Regions from separate parts of the Mus musculus genome. Here all the other regions are linked to region 7. A link is a contact called in public HiChIP or PLAC-seq and promoter capture Hi-C data. All regions are on one chromosome and are shown on one strand. Each heading gives the region's core, a stretch centred on a gene start, on an enhancer-like site or on the middle of the called end of the contact. The rest is flanking DNA. Distances are from core to core; before and after follow the strand shown.

Region 1 (3,042 bases), core at 489-2,988, 610 kb after region 7:
AGAAACCCACACAGCAAGAAGCAGAGAGAAGTCTCTGGCTGGTAGACTGAAGGGAACCGAAGACTGCCATCAGCAGCCTATGGAATGGGGGTGGACTGGAACTCAACCAGCACCGTTTTTAGTAAACTTGAAATGGATGCATCCGGAGTAGAGTCATCACATGAGACCACTGCGCTGGCTGATACCGCGGCTTTAGCCTGTGAGAGACTTGGAGGCAATGGAGCCTACCTAAGCAGATTCCTGACCCACAACAACTGAGATGACAAGTGACAGCTGTTTTAAGGCCATAATTTAGGGACAATTTATTATGCCGTGATAGGTAACTAATATATAGCCGGTGTTAATGAATGTGCCTGAAGCTGCACAACTGGTAAGTGACAGAAATGGGGTCCAAACCCAGGGCACCTACCTGTCACCGTCATGCTTCCTTCCTGGATGGGGAAAGGTCAGATCTCGGAGAGACTGAAAAAGGCTTATGTGGCCTGAGGTGAGCTGGAAGCGGAAGCTGGGACAATTGCTGTTGCCCATTCCCACTCGCTGTTGCTTTGCATCTGTGTGTGTACGAATGTGTGCATGTGCACCTGTGTGTGTGCACACATGTATGTGTACCCATGTATGTGTGTGTGCACACATGTATGTATGTATAGGCCAGAAATCAATGTCAGGTCTTCCTCTGGTCCTCTCTGCCTTACTCTTAGAGAGAGGACCTCTCACTAAACTTGGAGCTCAGAGGTTCAGTTAGACTGTCTGGCTGGTGAGCTCCAGAGATCCTCCTGCCTCCCTCCACACTATTGCTACAAACTCAAGCCACCGTGCCCAACTCTCAGGTGAATAGTGGGGACTGAACTCAGGTCCTCATGCCTGCAGAGCAAAAACCTACCAACTGAGACGTCTCCTCAGCAACAACTTTCCACTTATTTAAAACTGTATTTTAGCCGGGCGTGGTGGCGCACGCCTTTAATCCCAGCACTCGGGAGGCAGAGACAGATGGATTTCTGAGTTCTAGGCTAGACTGGTCTACAAAGTGAGTTCCAGGACAGCCAGGGAGAGAAACCTTGTCTCGAAAAACCACACACACACAAAAAAAACCCAACAATAACTGTATTTTATGTGCAGTGATAATCTGTCTGTGCACCACAGTGTGCAGAACCCATAGAGGCCAGAAGAGGGCGTCAGATCGCCCTGTGAGTCACCATGTGGGTGCTGAGAGTGGAAGCTTTGCCCTCTGAAAGAGCATTTAGTGCTTTTAACTGATGCCCCCCCCCCTCCTTGTATCTTTCTATAAAGAACTGTCACTTCAGTATCAGCCTGGCATGCTCACAGCTGACACCCAGAGGATTAAAGAAACCGAGATACAGACAATGAGGGAAATCCAAGAACCATTCACACTGTTTTCTTGTCTTCTTATGTGTCACATGACAGTGGTCCGATTTAGCTATGGCCTCATGACTGCCTCGTGACATCCCCGAGGCCTCAGGGCCTGTGATGTTTGAATTTCTATTAAGTGCCTGCACTTTACACGATGCTGAAAGGTGCAGAGCGAAGCAACAGAAGGAAGACAGGCACAGGCACTTGGGGGAATTATGCAAGCTTTTCCTGAGGAAAAATGAGAGCGAGCTTGAGGCCACAGGTTCCGGACACTGAAGGAAGATTAAGCAAAGCCCACAGCCCTTTACAAGGTGGATCCTGACCCAGCCATTAAGGGAAGAACTGAAATATGCAATGAAACTAGACACAAGGGCTGGGGTGTGGGAACGGGGGAGGGGCAAGGGAGGGCAGAGGCAGAGATGTGCTAAGCACACAAGACATTCTGAGTTCCTGAGTCTTATCTCTGGTGCCCAACCTAGACACAAGGTCACATATTTTGTGTTTTGTTTTGTTTTTCTTTCTCCTTTCCTCCTTTCCTTCTGACAGGTCTCACTCACTATGTAGAAGCAGACTGGCCTTGAACTTTGAGACCCACTTGTCTCTGCCTCGAGTGCCGATTAAAGGCTTGTGCCACCATGCCACATACTTGATGTGATTTCTTCTACCGGCTGCTTTTACCACAGGCAAAACAGCGGCAGAGCAGAGCAGAAAGCAGGGGATGAGGGGGGTCGCCTGATGGGCAGAGAAGGAGATCTTTGGAAATGTGAGGCCAGCCCAGTCTAGACAGCAAGCTCCAAAATACTTAGGCCTACATAGTGAGATCCTATCTTGATTTAGGAAGAAAGGAGGGAAGGGCGAGAGGGAGGGAGGGAGGGAGAGAGGGAGGAAGGAAGGAAGGGGCTAGGTTTTTGGTGAGCCACAGGATACCACAGACCTGTCCATACAGGATATTCGGGCTCACTGGCTCTACATCTGGCTCATGAAACCCAGCAGGTGATTTAGAATGGCTCACTGACAGAAAAGGCAAACTGAGACTCACAAGGTAACCAGCCTCCAGTGGAGGGCCTGAAGTAAGGGACCAGGGGACCAGGTGGTGAGAGAGAGAGAGAGAGAGAGGCCAGCAGGTAGCCTTGCTGTACCTTGTAACATCAATATGATGGCTAAGCAACACTGAGTTCAGGCTGGTGCTCAGGGGAACAGGAGGGGAGTGGCCTATGATAGGGTTTCAAAGACTATGTCAGGGGCTCCAGGGCTACCCACACCCCAGGCAGGCAGGGCAGGCGCTGAGGGGCAGCAGCCTAGACCAAGTGCTACCTGGTCTCTGCACACTGCCATCTGCGTCTGGCAGCTACAAAGACCCAAGGCGTCTAGCAGCAAATGGCCAGGTCCTGTACGTCACCTGATGCCACCAAATCAGCAGAATGGAAGCCTTTTGACTAGATAGATTTCAGAAAAACCTGCTATGGGCTGGAGAGATGGCTCAGTGGTTAAGAGCACTGACTGCTCTTCCAAAGGTCCTGAGTTCAAATCCCAGCAACCACATGGTGGCTCACAACCATCCTTAATGAGATCTGACGCCCTCTTCTGGGGTGTCTGAAGACAGCTACAGTGTACTTACATATAATAATAAATAAATCTTAAAAAAAAAAAAAAGGAAAAGCCTGCTACAGTCAA
Region 2 (3,035 bases), core at 534-3,033, 650 kb before region 7:
ATTTAAGTTATAGTAATTCCAACAAGTAGAGTATGTAACTAGTAAAACTGGTTGGGGCTGGGAGATGCTTCAGTGTCAAGAGCACATCTTGCCTGTAGTCAGTTCCCAAGCACCCACCCAGGTTTGGCAGACACATTTTAAAATAAGAATATAGCTCATGGATGAAGAGGAAAGCAGACACAGCAGTGTCAAGTTTGGAAAGTTTGAACAGTTCTGTGAAACGTGTGTACTGACTGGTTTTGTGTTCAACTTGACACAGCTGGAGTTATCACAGAGAAAGGAGCCTCCCTTGAGGAAATGCCCCCATGAGGTCCAGCTGTAAGGCATTTTCTCAATTAGTGATCAAGGGTGGGAGGGCCCCTTGTGGGTGGTGCCATCTCTGGGCTGGTAGTCCTGGGTTCTATAAGAAAGCAAGCTGAGCAAGCCAGTAAGAAACATCCCTCCATGACCTCTGCATCAGCTCCTGCTTCCTGACCTGCTTGAGTTCCAGTCCTGACTTCCTTTGGTGGTGAACAGCAATGTGGAAATGTAAACTGAATAAAACCCTTTTCTCCCCAACTTGCTTCTTGGTCATGATGTTTTGTGCAGGAATAGAAACCTTAAGACTATCACAGTGGAAGGGTAAAATACTGACTTTGCTTTTAGATTTACCTTTATGTGCATGAGTGCATTTATGTAAGCAGTCCTGGATTCTTTCAGAGGACAGAAAGCTGTGGCGTCTGTCCCGAGGGACATAGAGGGTTGTGTGATAGCAACTGAAGAGCAAGCGTTCTTAGCTGCTGAGCTATATCTATACAGCCCCAAATTGTCAGTTTAAACAAACTATGCTAGAGGTTTAACTACCGGGCCTCAGAGCCTTGATTCTATATCTCGCAGCGGGTGTTGGGATGGCTGAATGGAGAAACGAAGGTTGGAGATATTGACCCACCCCCTTATCTATGGCTATCAGCTTATCCTGGAGGGTTGCTTTTGTTTTGACGCTGTTTCTATAGTTCTGGCTAGCCAACTCCACTTCTCAGCATCCATGGTACTGGGATTACAGGCTACGTTTTAGGGTTTAGGTCTGTTTTGGCTTTTGTTTTGAGACGAGTCTCAGCCCAGGTTAATCTCAAATTCTCTCTGTAGCTGAGGGTGACTCTGTACTAAATTCTTTTAACAAAATTATTTAGTCGTGTGTGTGTGTGTGTGTGTGTGTGTGTATGTCTTAGTGTGCGCGGAAACCCGAGAAGGTCAGACCCCCTGGAACTATACTTGCTTGGGATACTGGGACCTAAACGAGGATCCTCTGCAAAAGCAGTACTTGTTCTTAACTGAGCCAACTCTTCAGTCCCCAGATCCTCTTTCCACTTCCTGAGTACTGTGTTTACTGGTGTTTATGGTTTGCTGGTAGTCATGCTAAGCAAGCACTAACAACTGAGCCTGCCAACATATATTTTGCAAGGAACTGGGGTGCAGGAGTCATTAAGGACTTTTATGTCCTCCCGTTTTATGGGCTTGACTAACCAATTTAGTGTGCAAGCACACTGACAGACTGAGGGGCTAGGAACCTTTGCAGGGGGTGCTCAGAACACAGATCCTTCCATAGCCACTGAGCATTGCTCCGCCCCTTGACCGATCCGGACCAATCGATGTTCAGGGGCGTTCCTGGGCATTTCACACTCGCCTCCCCGGCTGTTCTCCCCAGCGAACCAGGGCAGTCTGTGACCCGGAAGCAGTCGTTCTGGTGGAGGCGGGGGAGACTTCTGAGAGGTGGGGCTTGAGACGGTCCTTTCACGAACCCGCACACTCTGAGGCGCCTGAGTGAAAAGTGTGGCACCATGGCCTCTGTGCTGTCCTACGAAAGTCTGGTACACGCCGTGGCCGGAGCCGTGGTGAGGAGGGGTTTGGGGCTTCGAAGTAAATCTCGGGATGGGTCGGGGAGAAGGGCACGGGGGAGATGTGGGGACCGAATCTGTCACAACTGGAACGAAAAGGACGGGCATAAATGGAAAGTTGCTGCTACAAGAGGGAGGGCGAGGCCAGGAGCCACCCTCTGCCGCAGTCCCCTCTGGACTTTCCCAGAGACTGTCTGGACTATCAGTCACAAAGGTCCAGAGGGAATAGGGAAGAAGATAATTGCTATTTTCTTTGCCTTCTGAAGTTTAAAAGTTTAAGGCCAACCCTTCCCTTACCCAACTCTCACTGCACACAAACTTCGTCCAAATTGGTCCTGCGGAAAAACTAAGTGTGAAGATGGGGTGCTTGCTGTAAGTCTACTGCCAGCCTGGTGTCACACCTTATCCCAGGCAAGTGGCAATAGCTAATGGAACATTCCTAGTCAGCCTTATTGCCAGGAAAAGATAGGGTGTTTGTTTGTTTATTTTTTAAGTCAAGATCGGTGGTGTTATGTACTACCTGTATAGTTACTGTGAGTTAAGTGCTTTGTTCTTCGATTTAGAGGTATCTAAGTTCCTTCCATTTGACACTTCCCTTTTCCCTGAAACTTCACATTCTTGGCACAGGTAACATTCCTCCTCTGGTTCTTTTCCTCAGACTGTTTCCCATGTTCTTCCCTAACTCCCAGCATGTACCTTTAGCCATGTAGAGTCACCGTGGACCATTCCTATCCATTCAGACAGCTTATGTTCCGGTGAAGAGTAATCTGAGTTTTTTAATTCCAATTCTATCATATGTTTACCAGGTAATCTCAAATCTCACGTTTGTAATCTATGAAGAGGGAAGAAAATATTACACTTTTCTTCTAGACCTTGAGAAGTAGGTGAGGGAATATTACATGGTGTCTTATTCAAAAGAGTCGCGTTCCTTTAAATCAACCAGAAGTGCCTTTTGCTCGTTATGAAAGAACTGGGGTGGAAGTTTGTTGTGACATGTTTTCAGTTGGTCATAGGGACCTGTTTGACTGAAGTGGAAATGCAAATGGGGGGCCAAATGATTCATGACTTTGTGTAGGAAAGGGTCAGTGGTTGCACTTACTGATTGACATTTCAAACCCGATCCTCTCTGCTGCCCTGTGGAGAGTAGAATACGGAAGGCAC
Region 3 (2,700 bases), core at 77-2,576, 700 kb after region 7:
CATTTTACCAAATGGGGGTCTCCCCAGACCCCCAACCCAACCTATGGAGCCCACTGTCACAGAGATGGCAAACATTGCCAGCCCCCTCTCATTTTCCCACGATCCTCTGCAATTCTTCTTCTCCTCCGGTTATGTCTCCGAGTTACAGAAGAGGAAATCAAGGTACCATTGGTGAGCTTAACCTACCTTAGAGGTCACCTGCTCCAGGCTACCTCCCAGCCACTCTGCTAGCTAGTCATTTGGAAAAATGGGGTACCTGGAGCCACGTGTAAAGAGGCCCGAGAGGTTCTTCCTTATCAGTACCACCTCATCCAGGGCCATGAGAGGCAACAGCACCATTCAGTGGATATGGGGATACAGACCAAGTGGAGATGACAGGCAGCAGAAGTGGATGAGGGCAAGGTGCCCTAAAGGCAGGAGGCATTGCAGTGAGCCTGCCGGTCTTGTGGTGGGTGCTGGGCTGGCAAGCGTGCTTGCGTGTGACTGTGTCACTGTGACAGTGTGACTGCTGAAGGCAGGGACACAGCAGTTCCCTGAGCTGGGGGTGGAAGGTGTTAACTGTGAGAGTGCTGGTGTGGGTGGGTAGCCTCTGGGCCTGGAACTGGGTGGGGGGCAGAGAGGGGTAGTAAACACCCTGGTGACTTGAAGGCAGCATCTTGGTGGCAGTCCTTGGGAGGATGGTGCAGGGCTGGGGGTGGGGTGGGTTGAGTGACTTTGCAGTTCAACAGACTCAAATTCAGCTTATGCTGGCATGGCAGCGCATGCTGTGTGCCAGGCGACAAGCAAGGAGAGGCAGACCCAGTTTGTAGCTGAAGGGTTCCCGCTGGCTGTGGGTTTAGAGCTTCAACCTTGGGGCTGGTGTGTGGCTGGATGTTTTCTGATCATTCTGACATTTAATCCACACACTTTGTCCCCCACTTAGAGAATGTAGGGTGAATCACAGAAGGAAAGTGACGTGCCCAAGGTGACCCAGCTATTTAATTAGACTCAATGGAATCTAAGCTGCCAGGTTGCAGATGTCTGGTTCTGGGGTTCAGGGGCCACACTCCTGGCCTTGGTCCTGGCCCTGCAGACAGGCCCCTAAACACTGTGCTAATGGGTGGGGCCGCAGTTCACCTTCAGTTCCTGCCAAGAGGCTAGATTCACAGTCACAGGGGCTGCGTAGTTCTCAGAGACCCCTCAAGCAGCAGTCTTTGCCTGAGGACCTCCCTTGGTTCCTGCCCCCTCCCGGCGCTGACTCCGGGCCAGGAGAGGAAAGGCTGTCTCCACCCACCTCTTGCACTCTCCCTTCTCCTTTATAAAGGCCGGAACAGCTGAAGGGTGGCAACTTCTCCTGCAGCCGGGAGCAGCCTGCCTGCCTCCCCCGCTGCCTCCCTGAGGGCTTCCCTCCGGCCGCCAGCGCCCATCTTTCTCCAGAGAGATATTTTGCGCACACACACATACACACACGCGCAAAAGGGAAAGGAGGAAAAAAAAAAAAAGCCCACCCTCTAGCTTCGTTGCAACGAGAAAGCCGGAGCAGCCGCAGCTCGAAACCCGCAGAGGAAGCCCAGAGTGGCGAGCGAGTGGGTAGATAGACAGACTGACCCGAGCCGCGTCCACCTGTCGGCCCGGACCAGCCCAGCGCGCAGTGGGCGCGCCGCGCTCTCGGAGCAGCCGTGCCCGCCGCTTGGGCCCTGCGCCAGGGCGCACACGCTCCCGCCCCGCCACCCGGCCCGGGCGGGAGTTTGCACCTCTCCCTGCCCGGGTGTTCGGGCCGCCGCTGCAAAGCCAACTTTGGAAAAAGTTTTTTTTTGGAGACTTGGGCTTGGAGGTCCCCAGCTCTGCGCTTTCTGATCTGGGGGTCCGTTCCAGAAAATGTTGCAAAAAAGCTAAGCCAGCAGGCAGAGGAACACGCCTTTAGCGGGCGAGTGAAGACGAACCATCGGCTGCCGTGTTCCTTTTCCTCTCTGAGGTTGGAGTCCCCTGCGCGCCCCCACACGGCTAGACGCCTTGGCTGGTTCGCGACGCAGCCCCCAGACTGTGGATGCTCGCGTGGGCTCGGGATCCGCCCAGGTAGCGGCTTTGGACCCCGGTCCCTTGTCCAGGTCCTCCCCAGCCCCCCAGCGACGGAGCCGGGGCCGGGGGCGGCGGCGCCCGGGGGCCATGCGGGTGAGCCGCGGCGGCGGCTGCAGCGGCCTGATCGCCTGATCGCGGGGGACCCGAGCGGAGCCCACCCTCCTCCCCAGCCCCCAACCCTGGCCGCGGGGGCGGCGCGCTCCGTCTACGCGTCCGGGGCCCCGCGGGGCCGGGCCCGGAGTCGGCATGAATCGCTGCTGGGCGCTCTTCCTTCCTCTCTGCTGCTACCTGCGTCTGGTCAGCGCCGAGGTGAGTTGCGACGGCGGCTAGGGCTGGATCCTTCCCTGGTTGTCCCAGCCCCCACGCCTGGCCGCCCCCTCCTCTCCCTGCAGTGAACTTTGGAGCCTTGCAGCGCGTGAGTCAGGCGCCGGGCACTGGGTGGCCCCAAGGGCTGGGAGGCCAGGTCCGGGGTGCTGGGCTCCTGGGGAGGAGGCAGCGGTGGGTTTCTTTCCAGTGGACCAATCTAGATCCCTAAAGCTTTTAGTGTCCTAGAAGGTGTGTGCTGCCCTGCCCCCTGCCTCAGGAGCTAGAGATCTTAAGCTTCCCGGTTAAGGGGAAAAGGTGAGGTGATATCTAGGGTGT
Region 4 (2,720 bases), core at 146-2,645, 580 kb after region 7:
AGCCGGCCCTCCCTCCCCCTTTTTAAAGTCCGCCAGCATACACAGAGAACACATTCTCTGTGTGCTGGGAAAAGCCTACACTCTGCCCTAACTGGTGTTCTTTGGGTCCCATCACAAGGAAGAGACAGAAGATACTTGACCCAGTCGACCTTTCTCTTGTTAGCAAGCCAACTCAGTCGGCATCAGTCACTATTTTTTTCCCAGCCCCTCTTTCTCTCAAGGTCACAATCATATCAGTGTTCCCCAGACGCTTTCTACAATGGGGACATTTATACAAGGGCCTTGCCCTCTGGGACCTTACAAAACAGAGAGCCAGACCTCTTTACTCCCAGGGTTTTACAAAAGGCCCGAGCAGGCACACAATAGTGAAGGGAAAGCCATCTCTCTCTTCCCCCACGTCTCCCTCTGGCTTCAGATCCTCTAGGCCAGGCAAGCTACTTCCCCCCACCCTTGAAAAGCCAAGACCTAGTTCCTGACCAATTTCCTCATTCTGTGACAGACACTGACCAAGCACCTAGCATGCAAGGGTGGTAGGGTGGTGAAGTCAACATGCTAAGAGGCGCTGGTCTTCAAGGAAGCAGACATCCAGAGGCAACTCCTACAGAGTGCCACGGTAAGGAAGGCCAAGGGATCCCCGCCCTGTCCTGGCAGATCCAAACAGTACTCTGAGCTAACATACATACATGTGTAACTGCACATATGTGAGAAAGATGCAGGGACGGGTAGACTACATCAAACCGTGGAGGTCCAGATGACCAGGTCGGGGTGCCTGGAGCCAACCTTCAACGGGACCCGGTGAACTGGGAGGCAGAAGTAAAACCCTACGCCCTCACTTGAGGAGCCTAAACCTTAGGGGTGTTTCTGGAACCAGACTATTTTAATCCTGCCTCTGCCTCTGCCGCTCACCAGCTGCCTGACCTCGGTTTCCTCGTCTGTAAAAACTTTTAGTCGCTAACTATTCTCCGGTGCTGCTGGCGAAGCTTATAAACGCGAGGCGGTCCACACAATGCCAGAGATACAGCACGCCTTACACAAGCGGGGGGCTATTTATTATTAGTCGTGTCCACGCTCCGGATGGCCCGCTCGGCGGCGCCACGTCCCCTTCCGGCTCGAGGACGCTCCCACTCCGCAGGACCCCGGCGCCCTTGACCCCCTAGAGGCCCCAGCCTGCGACGCGCACGCGCAGAACAGGCGCGGCGCCAGCCGGCTGTGGGTCTCGCGCGCTGCAAGCCCCCAAAGGCCTCTGGGGCGAGAGGGCCATGCTCTGCCATCTAAAGACAACAGTTCCTGCACCCGAGGACACACCCGAGCTCCCAACCCTCCCAGCCCGGAGAGCGGGTCGGTTTCCTCACACTCTGGAGCAGGCTCCTCCTCTGCGCCGCCATCTTGGAGGACCCCGCGGCGCGCCAGGCTCTCGGAGTGGCGGGATGAGGGGCTAGAGCGGCTCGGGCTGCCGCGGAGCTTATCCACAGCGCCCCCGGCGGAGCGGAGGAGGCGCAGCAGAGGCGCCTTGAGCAAGCGCGGCTCTTGCCCCCACCCCACCCCCAACCCCATCAGCCTACTTTCTTCGACTTTCTTGTTTCCTGGGGTCTTTATGGGTGTGCTTTCTCCCGGATTTTTTTTTCACCCCGATGGAGATCCTGAGATCCTATTTAAAGCGGCTTAGCGAGGAGGGAGCAAGAGAGAACGAATGATTCAGTTTACAAGAGTAGTGGGTGACTGACTGCCTGATCTTATAATGGAGGCCACCCCAATGCCAAACTAGCTGAAGTTAGATTTGGAGAAGACTGCAATTCCGAGTAGTTGTAAATTCTCAGAAGTTAAATTTATGGACGGTAACATGGGAGTGTAGTGTTAGCTGGCAATGTAATTGCAGGCCACTTGGCGTGACTGGCCAGTGCCCAAAGGAAGAGTCTGTTTGTTCTAGAAGCACGGTGCGGAAGCTCGATTTGGAGAGTCACAACTGTAATCCCAGAGTTTAGGAGACTGAGGCAGGGGGATTATAAATTTGAGTCCTGTAATCCCATCCCTTAAGAAGAGACAGGAGGAGCCGAGCGTGGTGACACACGCCTTTAATCCCAGCACTTGGGAGGCAGAGGCAGGCGGATTTCTGGTCTACAGAGTGAGTTCCAGGACAGCCAGGGCTATACAGAGAAACCCTGTCTTGAAAAAAAAAAACAAAAACAACAACAAGAAGAGACAGGAGGACCAGAAGTTTGATACCAGCATGGACTACTATATGACACCCTGTTTCATTAAATGAATAAATAATCCAGTATCAATTTTTTTAAAAGATTTGTGTATTTATGTATGAGTACACTATAACTGTCTTCACACACCAGATCCCATAGGTCCCATTAGAAACGGTTGTGAGGCACCATGTGGCTGTTGGGATTTGAACTCGGGACTTCTGGAAGAGCAGTCAGTGCTCTTAGCCGATGAGCCATCTCTCCAGCCCCCCAGTATCAAGCATTTTATTAAAGCAACAGGAAATGGCCTAAGACAGTGCTGATGGGCCAGTGTGGTGGCACATGCCTTTAATCCCAGCACTTAGGAGTCAGAGGCAGGCGAATTTCTGAGTTCGGGGCTAGCCTGGTCTACAGAGTGAATTCCAGGACAGCCAGGGCAACACAGAGAAACCCTGTCTCGAGAAAACAACAACAATAAAAAGACAGTGCTGATGGGAAGAAGTGTGTCAAAGATCCCTGCAGATTTTTTTT
Region 5 (2,890 bases), core at 256-2,755, 600 kb before region 7:
TGGGACTGCTGAAGCTCCAAGCCTCGTGGACTGAGAGCTCAGCCCCTCTGGTATGAGACACCGGTTGTTATTTCAATGTAAGCTATGTAAACTGACTTAATTTCTTTAGATCCACTCATATATAAGTGTATGTAATATACATGTTATATATGTGCTCTGTGTGTGTGTGTGTGTATTCAATTGATTCGGTTCCTCTAGAGAACATTGACTAATATAACTTGTGGTACGAGGGATGCTCTGGAGAAACAGGATTATAAGGATGAATTTCTCCAATGGGCTTTCTGGTCTCTGGAGTTGGATCTTCAATTGCATGAAATCCATGGTTGCTAAAGGCTGCTCGGGTAGCACGGAGAACACGGAAAGTCCATAGTGTGAGCTATTTAAAGAAGTGTGCAAGATAGATGCATCCTATGTGCCTGGCTCGCCTCTTGCGAGAAGCAAGGCATTAGTGACTTTTTTAGAAAACCTTTGAATGTGGGAAAGTCATGAGGCTGCCTGCTTCCTTTTGGTGTCTTTGGATAAACGAAAAAGAGGAAAAAAATGAGTTGAGTTATAAAATTGATGATTCCCCAGGTGTGCATAAACAATCCAAAGGTTCCTAAGTGTGCCCTGGAAGAGAAGCCAGCAGCCATTAGAACTCAACTTGTAGAAAGCCAAACCCAAGCCCTCCTTGCAGTTAGCTGACTTACAGTGCCAATGTGATTCCCAGCCTCTAAGGGTGCCAGCAGTTAAAAAACGAGAGTGCTGGTTATAAAAGAATAGGATCATGTGACTTGGGTTGGTGATGTGTGGAAGGACCATAAGGAGAGAGATTGGTATTGAATCCTCAGATTCTCATGGGCCCAGTCTGCCTGAGGAAATCGTCTTCTGATCCTTAGCAGAGGATGCCCCCCCACCCCCATGCCTGCTGTATTACACAAATGAACTTAGTGAATTTGTTAACTCATTTAGACAGACATCTGGGGAATACTTGTAGGAATGGATTTTAAGGGAAGGAGTGTGGAGGCAAAGGATTGTGGCGCTAGAGAGGCCGAGTGTATCAGTATGAGCCCCGGGGGGGAAGATTCTGGGTTTACTATTGAAGCTAGAACAGTTAAAGGTACCACAAGTTCATTTGATTTGTTGGCTGAGTGTCTGTGGAAAGCTGCCCGGCTAGAAGGAGCCAAAGATGGCTGCTCTTCTTCAGCTTAACGTTGAGGGATTTTTAAGGCTCAGGGAAATTGGAATGCTTGAGTGGATTTGTTGTTTAAGACCTCATCAGAAGACACACCCTTCACCAACGCCGTAAGACAGAAGACGGTGAGGAGCTCGTTTGCAGAGCTCTGTCCTTGCTCTCCGTGTGCCAGGCCCCAGGGTGTGGAGATGCTGCCACTCAGTTGGGTGAATTAAATGCAGTGTGTTTAATTGGGCACTGGAGTAGCAAAAGGGATTGTAGGTACTCTAGTGGGAGCACTGGCAAAGCAATGTCTGTAATAGCCTGACTCACAACGGGCAGGGCAGGCCAAGCATTGTTTATAATGGCCTGACTTGTAATGGGCAGGACAGGGCAAGCATTGTTTATAACGGTCTGGCTCTAATGGGTCACTCAGGTAATGCGATATCCGTAATGGCATGACTCATGCAGACCTTTGCAATTGCTGATCAATCATGGTGTTTCCTATAATGAACTAGACTGAGGCCTACCACTCCAACTGCTGAGGTACCCGGCTGCAAGGGCTGAGCAACTACTGCATTCTCCGTCTCTTAGGCTGATTTAATACCTTTTTTTCAATACATTTCTTTATCCTCTTGGTTCTTTTCTGTTCCTCTAGAGAACATTGACTAATGCACCAGGTAACTAGTTTGTGTCAAGTTGACAACCAAGACTAGCCATCACAGTGACACAAATTTGTGAAGTATTATTCTTTTTTTTTTTAAGTGGAGACAATAATGAGTATGGAATATTTGTCATAAACAAACAGAGAAGAGGAAAAATAGAGAAGCCAAATCCAATAATGTTTTCTTTTATTCAGTATTCAAATTAGGTTTCCCTCCCTGAAATTATCAGTTACTCAGTAACAAGGCTATGTTCAATAGCAAGAGTCACTGGCTGAGCTAGTGACTCACCTGGGCTCTTTAGAAAAGCTAGAGTTGGTGGCTTTATGGAGCCAAATGCCACAGGGCTAAGCAAGCTCCTGCTGGCCGCACATTGATTACCTGGCAGTTGAGTGTTACCGGAATAACCAGATCGATAGAAAGCTCCCTTGTAAGGTATTTACGCATGCGATAAATGTGGGCGGGTTGACGTGCTACGGGCTTAGTGCTGCTATCTAACGAAAAAGGCTTTGTATTAATGCTAATGTCTGTGGGGTGCAGGTACTTCTTCCTACAGGAGCTGCTCAGTGGGTCTAACTGAACAGGAAAGAAGGCTTTCTAGGGTGTAGGTAGGAAAAGAGAAGAAAATGACACTACAGTTACAGAGTGAGTGGCACCTGGTGAGGTGTGGGTCAGAGGGTAAAGGTTATAACTGGTGAGGATGGGTCAGAGGGAAAAGGTTATAACTGGTGAGGAAGGGTCAGGGGGTAAAGGTTATAACTGGTGAGGATGGGTCAGGGGGTAAAGGTTATAACTGGTGAGGATGGGTCAGAGGGTAAAGGTTATAACTGGTGAGGATGGGTCAGGAGGTAAAGGTTATAACTGGTGAGGATGGGTCAGAGGGTAAAGGTTATAACTGGTGAGGATGGGTCAGAGGGAAAAGGTTATAACTGGTGAGGATGGGTCAGAGGGTAAAGGTTATAACTGGTGAGGATGGGTCAGAGGGTAAAGGTTATAACTGGTGAGGATGGGTCAGAGGGTAAAGGTTATAACTGGTGAGGATGGGTCAGAGGGTAAAGGTTATAACTGGTGAGGA
Region 6 (2,764 bases), core at 110-2,609, 540 kb after region 7:
ATCACTATACAACCACAGCTGGCCACACATGGATACCCACTCTTCAGCTCATTTCTCCTCGTGGTTCAGTGTCCCACCATGCTACACACCATCTCTCAACACACCAGAGAGCACATCTCTCGGTCCTTTCTCTTACTATTTCTTCAGCCCTGGGAACTTTTCCGTCTTCCAGTAGGTTCTTCCTCCCTAGAGCAAAGAGCCCCTCTTTCTAACTTTCCCAGAAACCCTGCCTATCTCCTTAGCGTTGGGCAGCACTAATAATCCTGGAGTTGCCAGCTCCCAGAAGGAGAGAGCCTTGTCTTGCTCTCCCTGTCATCCTCACGGTTGGCTCATTGCCTGGACCTTTAATAACTGTGTCCCTCCAGGTCAATCCCCCATGAAGGCATTTCTGCACCCGTGTCCCAGAGATGATGGAGGACCACAGAAAAATCCCAGTAGGGAAAATGTTCCTGCCTACATCCCCCTTCTGAGTTCCGCAGGCGAGGGAACATCATCAGACCTCAGGCCATCGGAGATGACTGGGGCGCAGCAGTCAGAGATGCTGCGCCCCAGCTCAGGCACCCCCGCCACTAGCACAACCAAGCAAGCTCCCCTCCCCACCCCAGCCCGGTTCTAGAACTATTTGTAGATATTTATAGCGCCCTCCCCCAGCCAGGAGCCCTCCTCCGCCCTGGGCAGTGCAGTGCAAAGAGAGGGAGACCCCTCCCCAGTAGAAGGTGGGGGCCTCTCATGCTAAGCTTTTCCCTGCTCCCCACTAAGGCAGCTGTAGTTACAGCTCCAGCCACAGCCCCCACACTCGCCCAGCACCCCAACCGCGCCTGGGCCTCGGCCAGCAGCCGCAGCAGCCCGGGATCGGGGGTGGGGAAGGCAAGAGCTGAGGCCTCGCGCCCCCAGCCCCGAGCTGCGCCGGAGGTGGAAGGGAGCGCAGCGCACAAAGCATGGCTGGAGCTCCGCGCCTCGGGACGCCCCCACCCCACCCCGGTCCAGCCAAGGGAGGGGGTCGCCGCGCCAGGCTCTGCCCCGCGGCCACGGAGAGCTGCGGAGAGCAGGCGGGTGGGGGCAGGGGGCGCCGGTTAAGCAGTCCCCCACATCTCGCCCCTACTCGGCCCCATGCCCCCGCCCCCGGGGCTGCGGGACCACCACGGGGGGAGACGGGAGTGGGGAGGACGCGGAGGCGAGGCCTGGGGTGCGGGGAAGATGCAGGGCTGCGGCGCGGGTCCCCGGCTCCAGGGTCAACTCACCCATCGTCCGCTGGGTCTCAGCAGCGGCGGTAGAAGCAGCGGCGGCGGCGGCTCCGGGGCCCCCGGGGTCCCCGGCGGGGAGATGCTGGCGTCCGCCGCAGCCTCTCCTCGCCCCATCCCGGGCTCCGGCGGCGGCGGCTGCGGCGGGCGCCCGGCATCGCAGGCAGCGCGGCCCGGGCCCGGCCCGATCCCCGCCCCCCACCCCACCTCCACCCCGTCCCGCGGGCCCGGCGCGGCCGCTTGACTGCACCCCGGGGCGGTAGCGGGGGCGCGGCGGCGAGGCCGAGCGCTGCGCTGGAGGTGCCCGCTCCCGCCGGCCCCCGCCCCGCCCCCGCGCGGCCGCGTCCCCTCCCCCGCCAGCCGGGCTTTGCGCGCTCCGGGCCAGGGGCGCCTGGACCGCGAGCTCCCGCCACCGCCCCGCGCCTCTTTCGTGTGTATGTGTGTGTTTCTGTGTGTGTGTGTGTGCGCAGCAATCGGACGCGCGAGTGTGCGCGTGCCCTGCCTGTGACCGTGCGTGCGCCGGCCCACTGCCCGGGCGTCCTGTGCGGGTGTGTGTGCTGTGTGAGGCGGAGCTGGCCAAAGTGCTTGTCGGGCTCTGCGTGTGAGTGGATCTGTGTGTCTGTGTTCTGCAGCGTGTGATAGATTGGCCCTTATGTGCATGGGGTGTGTAGATAGATCCGTACTGTGGCGTGATTGTGGGCATACTGTGGCTGGGGGCACAGGCCTCCTGTGTGGTGGTGTGACAAAGTCCTGACCGGTGTGTACATCACTGTAGCCCTATGCAGAGGCCTGGTACAGGAAAGCGTCTAAAACACTGGGTACTGGGTCGACACAGTGTCCGTGCTAGTTTGTGTCTTGCTCGGATGTGTTGGCCTCTGTACATCCTTCTGCCTCCACCCTCTTCATCAATGCACAAAGCCACCCATGAGGCGCAGAGGGTGACAGAATGTGCTGGATCTGGGATTCAACCCCAGACTTGGAGGTTTCTCCATTCTTCTTCCCCACCCCCCACCCCCAGGATGCTGCTTATAATGGGCATCTCTAGCACTCAGGTCACCTATGATAGATTTATTTATTTTGTTTTTTCAAGACAGGGATTCTCTTGTGTAGCCCTGGCTGTCCTGGAACTCAACTCTGTAGACCAGGCTGGCCTTGAACTCACAGAGATCTGCCTGCCTCTGCCTCCTGAGTGCTGGGATTAAAGGCGTGCACCACCAACACCCGGCTCTAAATGATCTAAATATCCCCAGAGCCCTGCTGGATTGCAGTCAGAAGCACCTGACATGGGTGCTGGGACTTGATCTCAGATTCTCTGGAAGGGTGCTCTTAACCACTGAGCCATTTCTCCAGCCCTGACACTTTTTCTTGATTTGAGGCATTCTGTTGTGACCTAAAAACCAGTACACCACCTCTATAACTTGTCTCCCTCTCAAGGTTATCAATTTGTCTGAATGTATTTACTTATTGTGGCGCTGGGAATGAAACCCAGACCCTCCCATATGCCAGCCAGTTACCATAGGTTA
Region 7 (2,973 bases), core at 100-2,599:
ATATCCCTCCCACTTACTACATCGATACTCATGCTATACAAGTGTCTCCATGCTCTGCTCTTTAAGGAGCGTTCAAAACCCACGGCGAACACATAGTTTTAAAGTCAAGAACTGAAATCTCCCACAAGCGAAGAGAAACATTTCACAAAAGGCTAGGATGTGTGATTTTTGTACAGCTTACTGCTATGTTTAACTGTGAAGGAGGTACAAATGATGTTTTTATTCACGGAGTCTTGGTTGGTACTCTTTATTCAGAATCCAAGCAGCCCAAAGACACAGGAGAAAGCTTGAAGCTCAAAGTCTCAGACGGGTGACCTGCGTCCAAGACTAAGGATGGATGAGACGGCTGCTGTTCTTGGGTGTCGTGATAGCCACTGTAGTGAATTTCACTGGACCAGATATTTATTTAGCCATCATGGACTAACAAATCCGTTAGTTTGGAATTAAAGGGCACCTTACCAGCATTAGGTAGCAAACCCTTCCCAAGGCTCTTTCCAAATCTGTCATCCCTCCGCCCCTCGCCCCTCGTCTGTTTCCTCATCCAAAGTGAGCATCGCCTCGCCACAGCACCCCACCCCCGACCGCACGCAGCTCTCGCGGGATGCCCGTGGAACCTCGCTATCGGGGTCCAGCACATAAGCCTGCACGCCCGCCGCGCGGGGACACCGGATGCTCGCGCCCCACCGCCTGGCATTTGCAGCTCAGAGGGCCCTAGGCGACACGAAGCGCTCGGACAGCCACCGGCCCACCCGGAAGCCCTTTCCTCCGCTCACACCTGCAGGCGCGTGACGCCGGTCTGTCCCGGCCCCAATACTTGGGGACACCAAGGCCCTCGCGACCGACGTGACCGCGCGTCCCTCACACACCCCTCCCCCGCCTCACGTCTGCACATTGCGATCCCACAGCGCGCCCCGGGCAAGCGCCCCGGCCCGCCGCGGCCCACTCGGGTCGCGCGCGCTCTCTCCACCCGCCCCCCCCAACCCGCCCCTCCCGCCCGGCTCGCTCCCGTCGCGCGCGCGCGCGCGCGAGGACACGCACACGCTGCACCTCAGCGGGCCGTGCCGCGCGCCCCCGAGGGCGTCCTCAGTCGCCCACCCTGGGTCGCCCCGCTCCGCTCCGCCTGGCGGCTCCCGAGAAAGGAGCAGGCCCGCGCGGCCCACGATCCTCACTCACCGCTGAGCCGCGCCGGCTCCGAGTGCGCGGCGTTCCGCTGTGGAGCCCAGCGGTGACCGCGGTCTCCGCTCCTCCGCAAGCTGTGGAGGCGTCGTCGCGGGGAGGCTGAGAGGCGAGGGGGGTCACGGTCGCTCGCTTCACCTTGCCGAAGCTCGGGGACCCCAGAAACTAAAAACAAAATAAACAAACTTTCCCCTCCGCCTCCCTCCCCCAAAACCACAACACAAACACTCTGGCGCCCGCCCACAGCCCCACTCCATTGGCCGCAGGCAGGATGCCTCTAGCTTTCACTGGTTAGCTTTCGTGCCCGTCAAGCCGCTGGTCCTCCTCCCTTAAGTCCTCGCCGCTGCCGTCTCCCCTCATTGGCTAAGTGCTTCCCGTTTGCCGAGCTGGGATTGGCTGAGCGGCCTGCGCCAATCATGAGGGGACACACCCCCTCAGCATCCCAGAGGCCGCTTCCTCGGTCGCGGACCCAGAGAGACGAAGGGGAAACTAGAGCATGATGGCGGCCGAGATCACCTAGCGCAGTCATCTCTTCCCCCTTTTTTAGCTCACTAATGCCTCTCTCAGGGGCTGTTTCCCCCAAGCTCCTTTCACCATTCGAGACTGCACTAATAACGGAATCTATACGTGCAGGCTCCTTGATTTATCCCCTCCGAATTGCTGAGTGTGGGTTGGTTGTGCGTCATTGGACTGTCAGGGTGTCGCTCCCAAGTCACATCCTTAAGCTATTGGTGGATCAGCCAGAAAGCGGCCAACAACAAGGGCCCATGCCATTGGTTTGATTCCACTGTTTCCCCCACCCCCCTACCCCGGCCTCTTATTGGGCACTTCCGTGTTGTCCGTCAGATCCGGATTCTCCACACTACGTTTTGGCTGAGGAGCGGGGCATCTTTAGTCATTGAAAGTTGACAGTGATAACTACTATCATTTATTGTATTTTATTCCAAATACGGTCCCCAATTCTTTACAGAAACTATTCTGATTAAACAGTAATTTTACAGGAAGCAAAGCCAAAAGAGGTTAAGAGACTTATCCAAGGTCACCCATTTAGAAAGAAGTTTTGGGACATAAGGTGGTTTCTAGGCCTGTCTGACTCGTTTCTATACATGCCTTAGTATCTCTGAATAGTATCCGTCCGTCAACCCAGTATCTTAAAACTGTTTCCTTCAGAACCTAAATTACTCAGTTTCTGGCAATTAGAAACCTTGTCATTAACATTATTGGAGACTAACTTTAGAAAGATTGTCATCATATCCTCCTAGGCACCATTCTTCCCTGTTCTAAGTTAAACAGTATATTTTTCCTGACAAGAAGCACGTATAAAATCTATATTCTGTTTCTTTGTCTTTGTAAATGGTCATTTTTTTACCATACTTATGTGCCCAAGCAACACTCATACACACCTCTGACCATCTTTAGCTTGTTCCTTTGAAAGAATAAAGAATTCGAAATTAGGAGAAATTAAGTCTAGAGTGAGATAAAGAATCCATCCCTTTAGAAATAATTGATTGCATGCAAATGGAACAGTCCTCTGCCTCCAGGAAAGCTTCCAGAGCCGCTGATGTCGAGCAAGCCATGTGTGTTCTCCTGGCTTCTGGCCACAGGATTCTTTCTCTGTGACAGCTTTAATGGAAGCGACTCCACATTTCAGCCAGGGGAGGGCAGAATGCTTAAGACCCACTGCCAGAGTACCAGCCTCCAGCCTCTGGGACCGAAACGATCTCCAGGAACCTATGCTGGACTCTAACCCACATCTGGGCATGTTAGCGTATTACCATCCCAAATCCCTGTCCCTTG

Evidence for each region. Promoter capture Hi-C pulls out the DNA fragments that hold promoters and counts their contacts. HiChIP or PLAC-seq counts read pairs in DNA pulled down with a chosen protein or histone mark.
Region 1: a contact with region 7 is called in an RNA polymerase II HiChIP or PLAC-seq map of embryonic stem cells, with 7 read pairs. The contact joins the enhancer-like site here to the promoter of Tnrc6b in region 7. A contact is called at or near these places in 8 of 39 promoter capture datasets (cranial neural crest, embryonic stem cells, hippocampal neurons and 2 more), 4 of 15 datasets of contacts at CTCF or cohesin (the NIH/3T3 cell line, large pre-B cells, pro-B cells and 1 more), 38 of 484 Hi-C or Micro-C datasets (B cells, CD4 T cells, CD8 T cells and 21 more), 28 of 115 datasets of contacts at active chromatin or transcription factors (the SCID.adh cell line, SST interneurons, T-cell acute lymphoblastic leukemia and 20 more) and 3 of 9 other capture datasets (embryonic stem cells, liver and pancreatic islet).
Region 2: a contact with region 7 is called in a promoter capture Hi-C map of pre-B cells, with 4 times the contacts expected there. The contact joins the promoter of Slc25a17 here to the promoter of Tnrc6b in region 7. A contact is called at or near these places in 8 of 39 promoter capture datasets (the 3T3-L1 cell line, 3T3-L1-derived adipocytes, the C10 cell line and 4 more), 1 of 484 Hi-C or Micro-C datasets (pro-B cells) and 6 of 115 datasets of contacts at active chromatin or transcription factors (T-cell acute lymphoblastic leukemia, astrocytes, large pre-B cells and 3 more).
Region 3: a contact with region 7 is called in an H3K4me3 HiChIP or PLAC-seq map of embryonic forebrain, with 4 times the contacts expected there. The contact joins the promoter of Pdgfb here to the promoter of Tnrc6b in region 7. A contact is called at or near these places in 1 of 39 promoter capture datasets (hippocampal neurons), 1 of 484 Hi-C or Micro-C datasets (cortical neurons) and 3 of 115 datasets of contacts at active chromatin or transcription factors (embryonic forebrain, memory CD8 T cells and pancreatic cancer cells).
Region 4: a contact with region 7 is called in a promoter capture Hi-C map of pre-B cells, with 5 times the contacts expected there. The contact joins the promoter of Tab1 here to the promoter of Tnrc6b in region 7. A contact is called at or near these places in 21 of 39 promoter capture datasets (the 3T3-L1 cell line, 3T3-L1-derived adipocytes, the C10 cell line and 13 more), 3 of 484 Hi-C or Micro-C datasets (the 3T3-L1 cell line, embryonic stem cells and myeloid progenitors), 15 of 115 datasets of contacts at active chromatin or transcription factors (the 230-238 cell line, the SCID.adh cell line, T-cell acute lymphoblastic leukemia and 11 more) and 3 of 9 other capture datasets (embryonic stem cells, liver and macrophages).
Region 5: a contact with region 7 is called in a promoter capture Hi-C map of the SN4741 cell line, with 4 times the contacts expected there. The contact joins the enhancer-like site here to the promoter of Tnrc6b in region 7. A contact is called at or near these places in 1 of 39 promoter capture datasets (the SN4741 cell line), 3 of 484 Hi-C or Micro-C datasets (the Ba/F3 cell line, CD4 T cells and the N1E-115 cell line) and 9 of 115 datasets of contacts at active chromatin or transcription factors (T-cell acute lymphoblastic leukemia, bone marrow-derived macrophages, embryonic stem cells and 5 more).
Region 6: an H3K4me3 HiChIP or PLAC-seq map of forebrain shows a contact between it and region 7, with 6 times the contacts expected there. The contact joins the promoter of Mgat3 here to the promoter of Tnrc6b in region 7. A contact is called at or near these places in 6 of 39 promoter capture datasets (the 3T3-L1 cell line, embryonic stem cells, hippocampal neurons and 2 more), 3 of 15 datasets of contacts at CTCF or cohesin (the NIH/3T3 cell line, large pre-B cells and pro-B cells), 14 of 115 datasets of contacts at active chromatin or transcription factors (T-cell acute lymphoblastic leukemia, astrocytes, craniofacial prominence and 8 more) and 1 of 9 other capture datasets (embryonic stem cells).

Annotation. Positions count from the first base shown.
Region 1 is chr15:80,104,342-80,107,383 of GRCm38.p6, reverse strand. All of the region lies in intron 1 of Syngr1 (synaptogyrin 1), which reads right to left. Among named protein-coding and RNA genes, the nearest start is that of Gm31134, 14 kb to the right of the region's middle. Within about 2 kb of position 1,738, at least 30 of the 459 cell types and tissues checked have an H3K27ac peak or open chromatin away from gene starts, as enhancers often do. A contact at or near this core is called in bone marrow-derived macrophages, embryonic stem cells and microglia, where this site is marked.
Region 2 is chr15:81,359,513-81,362,547 of GRCm38.p6, reverse strand. It overlaps Slc25a17 (solute carrier family 25 (mitochondrial carrier, peroxisomal membrane protein), member 17), which reads left to right and starts at 1,783. Exons shown (of 9, transcript NM_011399.3): 1 at 1,783-1,871. The coding sequence starts at 1,818.
Region 3 is chr15:80,013,603-80,016,302 of GRCm38.p6, reverse strand. Pdgfb (platelet derived growth factor, B polypeptide) reads left to right here and starts at 1,326. Exons shown (of 7, transcript NM_011057.4): 1 at 1,326-2,367. The coding sequence starts at 2,305.
Region 4 is chr15:80,131,821-80,134,540 of GRCm38.p6, reverse strand. Tab1 (TGF-beta activated kinase 1/MAP3K7 binding protein 1) reads right to left here and starts at 1,395. Exons shown (of 11, transcript NM_025609.3): 1 at 1,353-1,395. The coding sequence starts at 1,385. The region is part of intron 1 of Gm31253 (a long non-coding RNA gene); the gene reads left to right.
Region 5 is chr15:81,309,841-81,312,730 of GRCm38.p6, reverse strand. No RefSeq gene overlaps it. Among named protein-coding and RNA genes, the nearest start is that of Slc25a17, 49 kb to the left of the region's middle. Within about 2 kb of position 1,505, at least 39 of the 459 cell types and tissues checked have an H3K27ac peak or open chromatin away from gene starts, as enhancers often do. A contact at or near this core is called in the N1E-115 cell line, the SN4741 cell line and pancreatic cancer cells, where this site is marked.
Region 6 is chr15:80,172,316-80,175,079 of GRCm38.p6, reverse strand. It overlaps Mgat3 (mannoside acetylglucosaminyltransferase 3), which reads right to left and starts at 1,359. Exons shown (of 2, transcript NM_010795.4): 1 at 1,242-1,359.
Region 7 is chr15:80,709,689-80,712,661 of GRCm38.p6, reverse strand. It overlaps Tnrc6b (trinucleotide repeat containing 6b), which reads right to left and starts at 1,349. Exons shown (of 25, transcript NM_144812.3): 1 at 1,174-1,349.